2 separate regions of the Macaca mulatta genome follow, and region 2 is linked to region 1. A link is a contact called in public Hi-C data. All regions are on one chromosome and are shown on one strand. Each heading gives the region's core, a stretch centred on a gene start, on an enhancer-like site or on the middle of the called end of the contact. The rest is flanking DNA. Distances are from core to core; before and after follow the strand shown.

The links. Hi-C and Micro-C count contacts between places; a contact is called where the count stands out from the background.
Region 2: a Hi-C map of liver shows a contact between it and region 1, with 2.6 times the contacts expected there. The contact joins the promoter of SMPD1 here to the promoter of TAF10 in region 1. A contact is called at or near these places in 2 of 14 Hi-C or Micro-C datasets (fetal cortex germinal zone and liver).

Annotation. Positions count from the first base shown.
Region 1 is chr14:59,170,229-59,175,814 of T2T-MMU8v2.0, forward strand. TAF10 (TATA-box binding protein associated factor 10) reads left to right here and starts at 1,926. Exons shown (of 5, transcript NM_001265786.1): 1 at 1,926-2,169; 2 at 2,308-2,462; 3 at 2,678-2,742; 4 at 2,827-2,941; 5 at 3,119-3,256. The coding sequence starts at 1,938. The coding sequence ends at 3,208. TPP1 (tripeptidyl peptidase 1) reads left to right here. Exons shown (of 13, transcript XM_001108748.5): 13 at 1-1,357. ILK (integrin linked kinase) reads right to left here. Exons shown (of 12, transcript NM_001195713.1): 4 at 5,340-5,436; 5 at 5,166-5,249; 6 at 4,977-5,062; 7 at 4,725-4,834; 8 at 4,494-4,621; 9 at 4,281-4,402; 10 at 4,095-4,194; 11 at 3,852-3,982; 12 at 3,260-3,668. The coding sequence ends at 3,519.
Region 2 is chr14:59,392,495-59,397,779 of T2T-MMU8v2.0, forward strand. It overlaps SMPD1 (sphingomyelin phosphodiesterase 1), which reads right to left and starts at 2,018. Exons shown (of 6, transcript XM_001110212.5): 1 at 1,582-2,018; 2 at 332-1,104. The coding sequence starts at 1,893. It overlaps LOC106993347 (a long non-coding RNA gene), which reads right to left. Exons shown (of 6, transcript XR_013404053.1): 6 at 3,280-3,862.

The DNA.
Region 1 (5,586 bases), core at 676-3,175:
AATCTTTGCTTTATGGCCTTTCCATCATAGTTGCCCACTCCCTCTCCTTACTTAGCTTCCATGGCTTAACTTCTCTGACCACTCTTGTCTTCCTCCCTCATCAGCTTCTGCTACTTCATGGAATGCTGACCTTCATTGCTCCATTTGTAGGTTTTTGCTCTTCTCAGTTTACTCATTGTCCCCTGGAACAAATCACTGACATCTACAACCATTACCATCTCACTAAATAAGACTTTCTATCCAATAGTGATTGATACCTCAAATGTAAGATGTGTGATATTCAACATTTCATCTTCCACCTTCCCAAACCCAAACAATTCCATCTCTGGTTTCTTCTTGGTAAATGATGCTATGCTTTTTCCAACCAAGCCAGAATCTGTGTCATCTTTCCACCGCATCTTCAATCAACAAGTCCTCAATCAACAAGTCCTAGTGACTGCACCTCGTACCTCTTAAATATCTTTATCAGTCCACAAGTCCTTCCAATGATATTTCCCAAGTATATCTAGAACTTATCCACTTATATCCCCACTGCTACTATATTAGTTTAGGGCTACATTCTCTTGAAAAGTACAGCGTCCTTACTTCCGGCCAATCCCCAAATCATCTTCCAGAGTAAAATGCAAATCCCATCAGGCCACTTGGATGAAAACCCTTCAAGGATTACTGGATAGAGTTCAGGCTTTTTATTTTCTTCCCCCAATCATAGCTCACAAACCTTCGTTGCTATTTGTTCCTAAGTAACAAATCATTTTTCCTCCTCCCTCCCCAAACCCCAAGGAACTCTCACTCTTGCTCAAGCTGTTCTGTCCCCTTAATACCACCCCTGATACAAACTGCCTGGTTAATTTCCAGAATTCTTACAAGATTCAGCTCAGAAGTCACCTTCTCTCGTGAATGTTTTGATTCCCTGAGGCTACTTCATTTTGCTATGGCTGAAAAATCCTAGATTTTCTAAACAAAACCTGTTTGAATCTTGGTTCTGATATGGACTGGGAGAGAGACTGGGTCAAGCAAGTTTATCTCCCTGAGGCTGTTTCCTCGTCTGTTAAGTGGGAATATTACCTGCCTTTCCTAATCACCAGGGAATAAAGTGGAATAATGTTGATAAGAGTACTTGGCACCTGGAAGTAGGTGGCAGATGTTAATGCCCTTCCTCCCTTGCACTGCGACCCCTGTGTCTACCTCTAGTATTGTAACGACCACATAGTATTGAAATAGCCACTTTACTTGTCTGGCTTCCTTTCCAAGACCGTTGGTGCCTAAAGGACTAGAATCGTGTTCTATTTAACTTTGTATTCCCAGGTCCTAGCTCAGGAGTTGGCAAATAAGAATTAAATATCTGCTACATTGAAAATCTCACGCCTTTCACTCGTTGTGATTTTTGCATACGTTGTCGACTTAGGCTGAAACCCCTCCTCCTTCTACAGCAGCACTGTGGGCCGCCCCACTGCTGCCCCCACCTCTCGGGGCAGTTGGTGGAGAAGGGCGGGGGGCTTTCCAAATCCACTATGAATCCTTACAAGGCTGAATAAGGGAACTTGAAAGGATGCAGACAGGCAGGCAATCCGTAGTCGAGGGATGTAGGGCCCATAAACCTCGAAGCAAGGTCTTGAGCGTCAGACAGAATGAGGTGTCCCAGAGCGGCGGAAGAGTCCCGGACGCACGCTGCTTCTAGTCTCGACGGAATCGCCACCGAGCACCGCAGAGGCTAGGGCGGAATGGCGACGGCAGCGCAGTTCGCCAAGGCTTGGTCTCCGCCCTTCAGCCTATTTCCTCTAACCCGCAGACCCACTACCAGAGGAGGCGGGGAGCGGGCTGGAGAGCACTAACAGTGACAGGCGGGGCGAGTCGAGGGCGCGTGACGTCACCCCGGGGTGTGCGCGGCGCGAGCGGAAGCGGAAGCGGCTCTGTTCGCCGCCTCTCCCACCGGCCCGATGAGCTGCAGCGGCTCCGGCGCGGACCCCGAGGCGGCGCCGGCTTCCGCCGCCTCGGCCCCGGGCCCGGCACCCCCGGTCTCGGCTCCCGCAGCGCTGCCCGCCAGCACCGCTGCGGAGAACAAGGCCAGCCCCGCGGGGACAGCAGGGGGGCCTGGGGCTGGAGCAGCTGCTGGGGGCACGGGACCCTTGGCGGCGCGGGCCGGGGAGCCAGCTGAGCGGCGTGGGGCGGGTGAGGGCCTGACGGGTGAGGGCGAGGGAAGCGTCTGGGACTGGGCCCAGCGGCGGGTGAGGGCAGCGGGTATAGACAGACCTCGCTGGGGCCCTGCGCCTCCCACCTCTGTGTCTCATTTTGCTGGTTCTCCTCCAGCTCCGGTGTCGGCGGGTGGCGCGGCGCCCCCAGAAGGGGCCATGTCTAACGGGATTTACGTACTGCCGAGCGCGGCCAACGGAGACGTGAAGCCGGTGGTGTCCAGCACGCCGTTGGTGGACTTCTTGATGCAGCTGGAGGATTACACGCCTACGGTGGGCTTCCGCCCGAACAAGGCCACCTAGCCTGCTGTCACAACTTTCAGCCACATCTCCGTGCTTTTCAGCACCCTCTGATGTTTGCTTCCGTAGTCGCTCTTGTTTTTGCCCTCTGCTCACCCAAATCGTGAGCTTCCTGATAACCAGGTCTATCCGACATTTCCCTCACCCTCATCCCACTCTGCTGACAGTTCTCTTAATTGATTTCTTAGATCCCAGATGCAGTGACTGGTTACTACCTGAACCGTGCTGGCTTTGAGGCCTCAGACCCACGCATGTGAGTAAACCCAGGGCAGGTTAGTTTTGGGTGCTTGTGCAGTGTGTTGTCCATCTCCTTCTCATCTAAGTTTTTTCTCTCTAGAATTCGGCTCATCTCCCTAGCTGCCCAGAAATTCATCTCAGATATTGCCAATGATGCCCTACAGCACTGCAAAATGAAGGGCACAGCCTCCGGCAGCTCCCGGAGCAAGAGCAAGGTGTGAGGGGAGGCTCATTGAATCACTAATTACCTTCCACAACAGTGGAAGCTTATCCTGCCACCCCTTTGGGGAAACTGAATCCTAGGGGAGGTGTAAAACTTACTCAGGGTCACCCATCTGGGATTGAAGTGTGGGATTCCTGTGCTCAGTTGGTGCTCTTCCCTCTTCCCTCAGGACCGCAAGTATACTTTAACCATGGAGGACTTGACCCCTGCCCTCAGCGAGTATGGCATCAATGTGAAGAAGCCGCACTACTTCACCTGAGCCACCCAACCTAAATGTACTTGTCTGTCCCCATGTCCCCACACCAGCCTGTTTTCATAATAAACTTTATTGTGACAGGCGGGGCTGATCCCTCCCATGTTGGGAGACACCATGTGGCAAGTGACAAAGCTCTGAGCCCGCCCCTTTTGGGGCCACAGTGGTAGGGATGGGGGAAGGGGATGGACCCCATGGCTGGGGTAGTACCATGACTGGAGGCAGGGGAGGCAACCAGAGGTCTGCTGCTTTGGGGAGGTACATTCCCCCAACCATGTCCTGACACCTCTGGAGTTCAGGCAAGGGCCTTCCGGTCCTACTTGTCCTGCATCTTCTCCAGGATAGGCACAATCATGTCAAATTTGGGTCGCTTTGCAGGGTCTTCGTTCATGCAGATCTTCATGAGCTTACACACATGAGGGGAAATACCTGGTGGGATGGTAGGCCGAAGGCCTTCCAATGCCACCTGTGAATACAAGAAAAAACTGAGCCTCACAATTTGAGTCTGTCATGTAGAGAGAAGCCACTGGCCCCTGGGACAGGATAACTGTATATCCGAACAAATATGGGAGGAGCCCAGGCCCACTACAGTTATTTTCACCATAACCAACCACTCCCCCAACACAAATGTATGCTGTTCTGCTCTCACCTTCATTCCAATCTCCATATTGGAAAGATCAGCAAAGGGTACCTCCCGTGTCACCAGTTCCCACAGAAGCACTGCAAAACTCCACATGTCTGCTGAGCGTCTGTTTGTGTCTTCAGGCTTTTTCTGCAGAGCTAGAGGGATAGGGCTTGTCTGTTCTGGCCCCCTGGCCTTTCCTGTCTCTGCCCCCTTCCACTACTTCTGAGGTGATCCTTTTTCACCTCCCAACATGATGACTTCACCCACCTTCAGGGGCTACCCAGGCAGGTGCATACATGCGACCAGGACATTGGAAAGAGAACTTGACATCAGCCATGCTAATTCGGGCAGTCATGTCCTCATCAATCTGAGGAAGAGAAAACAGAAGGAGGTAAGTCATAGATAGGCAAAGGACTTTTGGGGCCTGGGCCAGGAGTGAGCTTGTGGCCTCACCATTACACTACGGCTATTGAGCGCATGTCGTGGGATGAGGGGCTCTAGTGTGTGTAGGAAGGCCATGCCCCTTGCCATGTCCAAAGCAAACTTCACAGCCTGGCTCTGGTCTACGACGAAATCTGAGAGGAAGCAAAAGTTCAAATAGTTCAGAGAGGCTCATGCACCCTCTCTCCCATTTCCTCCCCAAGAAAATTCAACATCTCTACTCACTGGTGCCTTCATGTAGTACATTGTAGAGGGATCCATATGGCATCCAGTGTGTGATGAGAGTAGGATGAGGAGCAGGTGGAGACTGACAGGCACCTAGCACTGGGAGCACATTTGGATGCGAGAAAATCCTGGAAGAGGGAGGGAGTGGTTGAGACAGAGTATAAAAGATCTCTTTCAGTGCTATTCAGGATTCCCTGGAACTAGCAGCTTCCAGGTTACGCCTTGCACTACCTGAGCCGGGGACACTCTTCATTGAAGTCCCTGCTCTTCCTTGTACTCCAGTCTCGAACCTTCAGCACCTTCACGACAATGTCATTGCCCTGCCAGCGGCCCTTCCATAGCTGAAGAATAGGTAGAGGTTAGGAGGCTTTTACTGTTGCTACCACTTCCTTGCCCTCTAACTGGAGGAAAAACTTAAACCAGGTACAAAGCAGGTAATTTACGGGGGTTTAGTGAGGGAAGGGCAAGAAGGGCAGGGGTCACCTCTCCAGAGTGATTCTCGTTGAGCTTCGTCAGGAAGTTAAGCTGTTTGAAGTCAATGCCAGAGTGTTTGTTCAGGGTTCCATTTCCTAAGAGAGTGGGCAGGTCAGGTACCCAGCTTCACCCTAACCCAGCCCTAAGAGGCCAGGATTATCTCCTTTTACAACCCTTCTTCCCACAGTGGTGACTCACGGGGCCGAGTGCGGGTGGTCCCCTTCCAGAATGTGTCCTTGTATGGAATACGGTTGAGATTCTGGCCCATCTTCTCTGCCCGCTCTAGGGAAGAAAACCAACGTGAGCTGTGGTACAGAGGGAGAAGACAGGTGGGAAGGGACAAGAGACAAGCTAGGGGGTGGGGAGATGGACCTCGGAGAAGCTCTCTCAGGGGTGCCTTGGCTTTGTCCACAGGCATCTCTCCATACTTGTTACAGATACTGACAAGGGCCCCATTTGCCACCAGGTCCTGGAATGAAAAGGCCATTATGATGAGAGCCACTGCTGCCTCACTGGCAGTCAATGAACCAACCATGAATGCACAAATGTAGTACTTAATCCTGTGAGTGTCACACAGTAGTGCTGACAGAATGGGTTGAGGGTTCCAAAATCTCCCACC
Region 2 (5,285 bases), core at 768-3,267, 220 kb after region 1:
AAAGGAGGGCCGGGAGCAGTAGCTGACGTCTGTAGTCCCAGCACTTTGGGAGGCCGAGGCGGGAGGATTGCTTGAGGTTAGGTGTTTGAGACCAGCCTGGGCAACATAGCAAGATCTTGTCTCTACAAAAACTAAACTATAAAAAAAAAAAAAAAATAGCCTGGTGTGGCAAAAGAGTAGAAAGGGAAGGTGGAGTCAGATTAGGGGAGCTGAGTGAAGAGCACTAAGGACTCATGCTAGAGCAATCAGAGACAATGCCCCAGGTTCCCTTCTCCCTTCACTTTCATTCACCTTTTTTTTCCCTTCCTGGGTTTCCATGGATGATAAGTACCTGAGGGTGCGCAGGGCTTCAGCAGGCAGCCAGGGCTCCCAAGCCTTGGCCATCGCTTCGTAGAGCCAGCGGGAGGAGTGGTTGCCCTCAATGAAGGGGGGAGGGAAGCTATTGACGGGTGTGCTCTCGTGGTTGCCCACAGCAGGGTACACTGGCACTGGCCCCAGGAACTTCCTCACAAGTGCTGTGACAGTGGTCAGGGCCCGCAGCTGGTCCTGACGAGTCTGGTGCCAGACATCATGTGCAGGGATGTCTCCTGTCCAGTACACCATATCAAAAGGGCCGGCTGGGCCCAGCCCACTCAACAGGCTTTCCAGGGTCCTCAGGGGCAGGTCACACTTGCTGTATTCGCCCCAGTATCCAGCACCTGGCCGGGACGCGGGCGGCAGGCCAGAACCCTGGCGGCAACACAGTGGGTCAGCACAGTCAGGGTCCATGCCCTCCAGGTAGTCATGATCCCAGTGCAGGTCAGTGAGGAAGAGGACGCGGCTGACAGGGGCACCTGGGGCTGGGGGGCTAGGGGGTTTGGGGGGCGGCTTCGGCACAGTAGGCAAAGAGATGTTCCAAGATGAGAAAATGTCCCAGTGCCCACAGGTGGAGCCCAGGAGCAGGCCGCAGGCCTCAGATGGGCTCAGCACTGAGCGTCTCCACACCTCCACCATGTCATCCTCAAAGAGCTGGACAATGGATTGGCACACGGCAGGTGGTGCTATCTTCAGCAGATTGCACAGCTTGATGGCCATAGAACCCACGCGAGCCACATTGGGCTCCTTCTGCAGTGGGAGGAGCACATGGTGAGAAATCAGAGGCAGAGCAGAGGAACCAGGCCAACCCCTGGCCAACACCCCTTGGGCTTCCATTTCCAAACTGGGGCTGGGCAGGACTCAGTGCACCATGGTGAAGAAAGCTCAGTGCACACCTTTGCCTTCCAGATATTACCCTCTAACTCAGGCAGCACCAGGCCATCACTTCCTCTTTAGCTCAGCAGCCTGTGGCATGAGGCCTTTGCTTGACAAGCTGACTTTCTCAGGCACTGTCTGCATTATTTTCTTACTTCACAAAGGTCACAATGGGGTGGTGGTGGCATGTAGCCATAGGTGTCCCCAAAGGGGAGCAAACTCAGTGACGGATTGTAGATGCCACCCTCTCCATCAGGGATGCATTCTGACCCCAGGGCACCAGCATCAGCCCCAGCCCCCAGCCCCAGCACTCCCTTCGGCCTCCTCCACTGCAACCCCTTCAGCGCTCACCTTCAGCCCAAGGTTGATGGCGGTGAATAGACCTTTGCAGACTGGGCAGGTGAGGTTCCCCCACCCAAAGACATCTCGGAGACGGGGCACTATGCGATGTAACCTGGCAGGATGGCCTTGGGGAGGAAGAGGATGAGCCTCTGCCGGAGCCCAGAGAACCAGAGAGTCAGACAGAGCCAGAGCCAGAGCCAGCGCCAGCACCAGTACCAGGCCCATCCAAAGGAGTCGGGGGGCTCCGAAGGTCCTGTCTTGTCCCTGCTCCCGGCCGGACCTGGGGCGACTCTGGCGCGGTGATGCTCCGTAGCGGGGCATTGTCAGGCTTCCTACACGGGGCTAGTTCGTTTGTCCCGTCCCCACCGGCCTGGGCCCTAGCTGGCCCTCAGGGCCCCAGGCGGCGCTGAGGACACCCGATTACCCTTCTCTGTAGTCGGCTGACTGCTTCGCGGCCGGCCGCAAAGCAGCTCCGCCCCTTCCTCTTCCTCTGATCTCCAACAGCTGATCTCCCGGCGGCGGGCAGCTGTCAACGCTGCGGAGGCGGAGCGGGCTGGGCGCTCCCGGGACCGCCCCGATTCCGCCCCCTCTCCACGCCCCCCGCCCTGCCCCGGGGCGCAAGGGCGGTGGGGGTGGGGACTCTCCCTGAGGTCACCAGGGGCTCGGCCTTGAGGTCACAGCCGGGGGAGGCCGTGCTTGTGCTTTGGGGCTCCATGTGATGTGGTTGGTGAAAGACGCCTCCTTTGTCCGAATCCGCGCTCAGATTCCCAGAATAGCTGCCAGACCGACCCCGGCATTTAGCTGGGGTAAGGAGGGTAGGAGAGAGCAGGGCCGGCAGGATCCTCCCACTGGGTGTGTTGCCTCTGACAGGAAGGTGCCTTCCCTCGATTTCCCATGCTCTGCCACTGGCACCAGCACCCTTGAGTCACCCTGAGAATCATTCACCTTTGATTCAGATGAGGAAACCAAACCTTAGAGATGGTGAAGAGACTAGGAAGCCGTAAAGACCATATAGCCATGGGGACCAATAACATGAGCTGGAACCCAGTTGGGTCTCCCACCTCCGTGTATCCATGACAGTAAAAGCGAGCATTTATGGAGTTGTTTACATGTGCCAAGCACCAATCCAGGCACTTTATAATTAATAATATTCAATTCTCACAACAGCGCTAAGAAGTACCTATTATATTGGGGCCCAGAAATCCATACCCAAAATATGGTGGTTTGACTTACTAAGTTAAGCCTCAAGGTCTCTCTGACCTTCCTACACCCGCCCCCTTTCTCCCAAAGCCTTTACCTAGCGTCCAGACCCATCAAAAGGAACAATTGTTTTTTTCTTCCCCTCCCTATAAAACCAAAAATATAATCACACCTGAACAGACCCTTTCACATGACCATCTACTAGTTAATGTGTTCCCTGATCCATTCCTTCTCCCTCAGCAGAATTCCTCTTCCCCTCACTCCCATAACCTGCTTTGCCTGGATGGCACATAAGCTTCTGAACTCAGTTGGGAAGTGGGTAGTCACTCTGTGGTTGCCCGTGGACACATTAATAAAATTTGTATGCCTTTTCTTCAATTAATCCGTTTTTTGTGGGTTGATTTTTCAGCAGAATTTCAGAAGGTGAAGGGGAAGTTTCCCTTGGTCACTACTGTAAGGGTAAACTGAGGCTGGAGCCGAATCAGGAACGAAGACACAAGGCAAATGGCAGTGAGAATAGCCTTTATTAGGACTCGTGGGTGAGGTTCCTCGGTCCAAAGGTGCGGGCCGAGGAAGTCACGCTGAGGGAGGAGGGTAGGGGCTTCTTATAACCTGAGAGGTAGGGAAGCTGGTTGTGCAAACAGGGCCTGGGGGGTCTTGAAACTACTAGGGCAGGAGTTGAGTAAGGGTCATGAGGAAGGGGTCTTTGGAAACTGTCAACCGAAATGGCTGTTTACCAACTTGGGGAATGCAGGTGAGCTGCAGGTCATGGAGGAGTGTGACTGCCCAGCCGGAACTCTGACGCATGTAAGTCTGCGGGTGTGTACAAGGGTGAAGGGAGTCTTTAACAAAAGGCCTGCTACACCGGGTAATGCCGCCATGTTGAGTCTAGATTCCTGCCTAACATTCCGACCTCTTTCTAATAAGAAAGTGAGGCGACGTGTTCATCTGGCTGCTTCCTGCTGGTATGGGTCATCGTGGGGTTTTTCGGAGGTCGGAACTCAGGTATAGGGGTGGAGCAGCATCTGATTGAAAGTGACCTGGGAGACTTCTTTCATGTGGTCCTGGATGAAGTGGAGGACACAGGGAGCTATGAGTAGCAAGAAGCCAATGATTAGTAAGGGGCTTAGAAAGGGTAGGACTTAACCGGCCACAGACGACTGCCACCACCTAAGTGAGGGCCTCTTGGGTAAGTTCTGTGGCAGCCGCCAGGGCTTGCAGACAAGGTTGCCAGCCCTGGACTGTGGGATCTAACTGCTTGGAGAGATAGGCCACAGCCTGGTATGTGGATCCAACTGGCTGGGCTAGGAGCCCAGTGGCTACCTTCTGGCACTCCTCGGTGAATAGATGAAAGGGCTGAAGGGGGTTGGGGAGAGAGAGAGCAGGGGCAGAAAGGAGACAATCCTGAAGCTTCTTGAAAGAGTTGGCAACCAAGGAGGGGTCAGACAGTGGTCTGGTGGATGTCTCCCTGGCAGCCTGGTAGAGGGGCTTGGCTAGGATCCCAAAGTTGGGAATCCAATGCCTGAAATACCCTACTAGTCCTAGGAAGGACAAGATCTCTTCCACATCCTGAGGAGGCTGGAGAGTTTTAATGAGGCTTATTCTATCTGCCGTAAGGCTTTTTGTAGTGGGTGTGAGTAGTATGCCTAGGTAGGTGACAGAAGGGGTGCAAAGTTGAGCCTTAGCCGGGGTAACCCGATAAACTCAGTCGCCTAGAAAATTTAGAAGTGTAGCAGTGTCTGCAAGGGAACACTCCCAGGAAGGACTACATAGTAATAGATCATCTATGTATCGTAGAATGGTGCTATGGGTTAGGGGGCCGAGGAGGATGTCCTGTGCCAGTGCCTGTCCGAAAAATTGGGGGCTATCTCGGAACCCTTGAGGCAAGACAGTCCAGGTCAACTGGGAAGAAATATGAGTGTCTGGGTCCTCCCATGTGAAGGCAAACAGAAAGTGGCAGTCTGGGTGTAGAGGGATGTTAAAGAAGGCAGCTTTCAGGTCAAGAACCGTGAAATGAGTGGTGTCAGGGGGAATGCGCGAGAGGAGTGTATATAGATTAGGATCAACTGGAAAGGTAGGGACTACTGCCTCATTGATGAGGCGTAGGTCCTGCATGAGGCGATAGGCCCCAGAGCTTTTCCATACAGGCAGGATAGGAGTATTGCATGGTGAGTTGGTGGGAACTAGAATGTGTTGTCAGAGCAGGCGTGTAATGATAGGTTTTAGTCCCTGTCAGTGTTCAAGGGAGATAGGGAACTGGGGTCTAGAGGGGAACTTGGAAGGGTCTTTTAGCCGGATGTGGACCAGAGTGTGGTGCTGAGCAATGATCGGGGTGGAGGTGTCCTGCGCCTTAGGGTTAATGGGGACTGGAAACGGGAGTGGGGGGTCAGCCTGGCAGGGTTTGTCAGGTGAGAGATGGGGGAAGAGGAACGTGAGGTGTGGGGAGGGGTTGGGTCGGAAGTGAACTGAGGCCCCTAGCTTGGAGAGGAGATCTCGTCCTAACAAGGGGACTG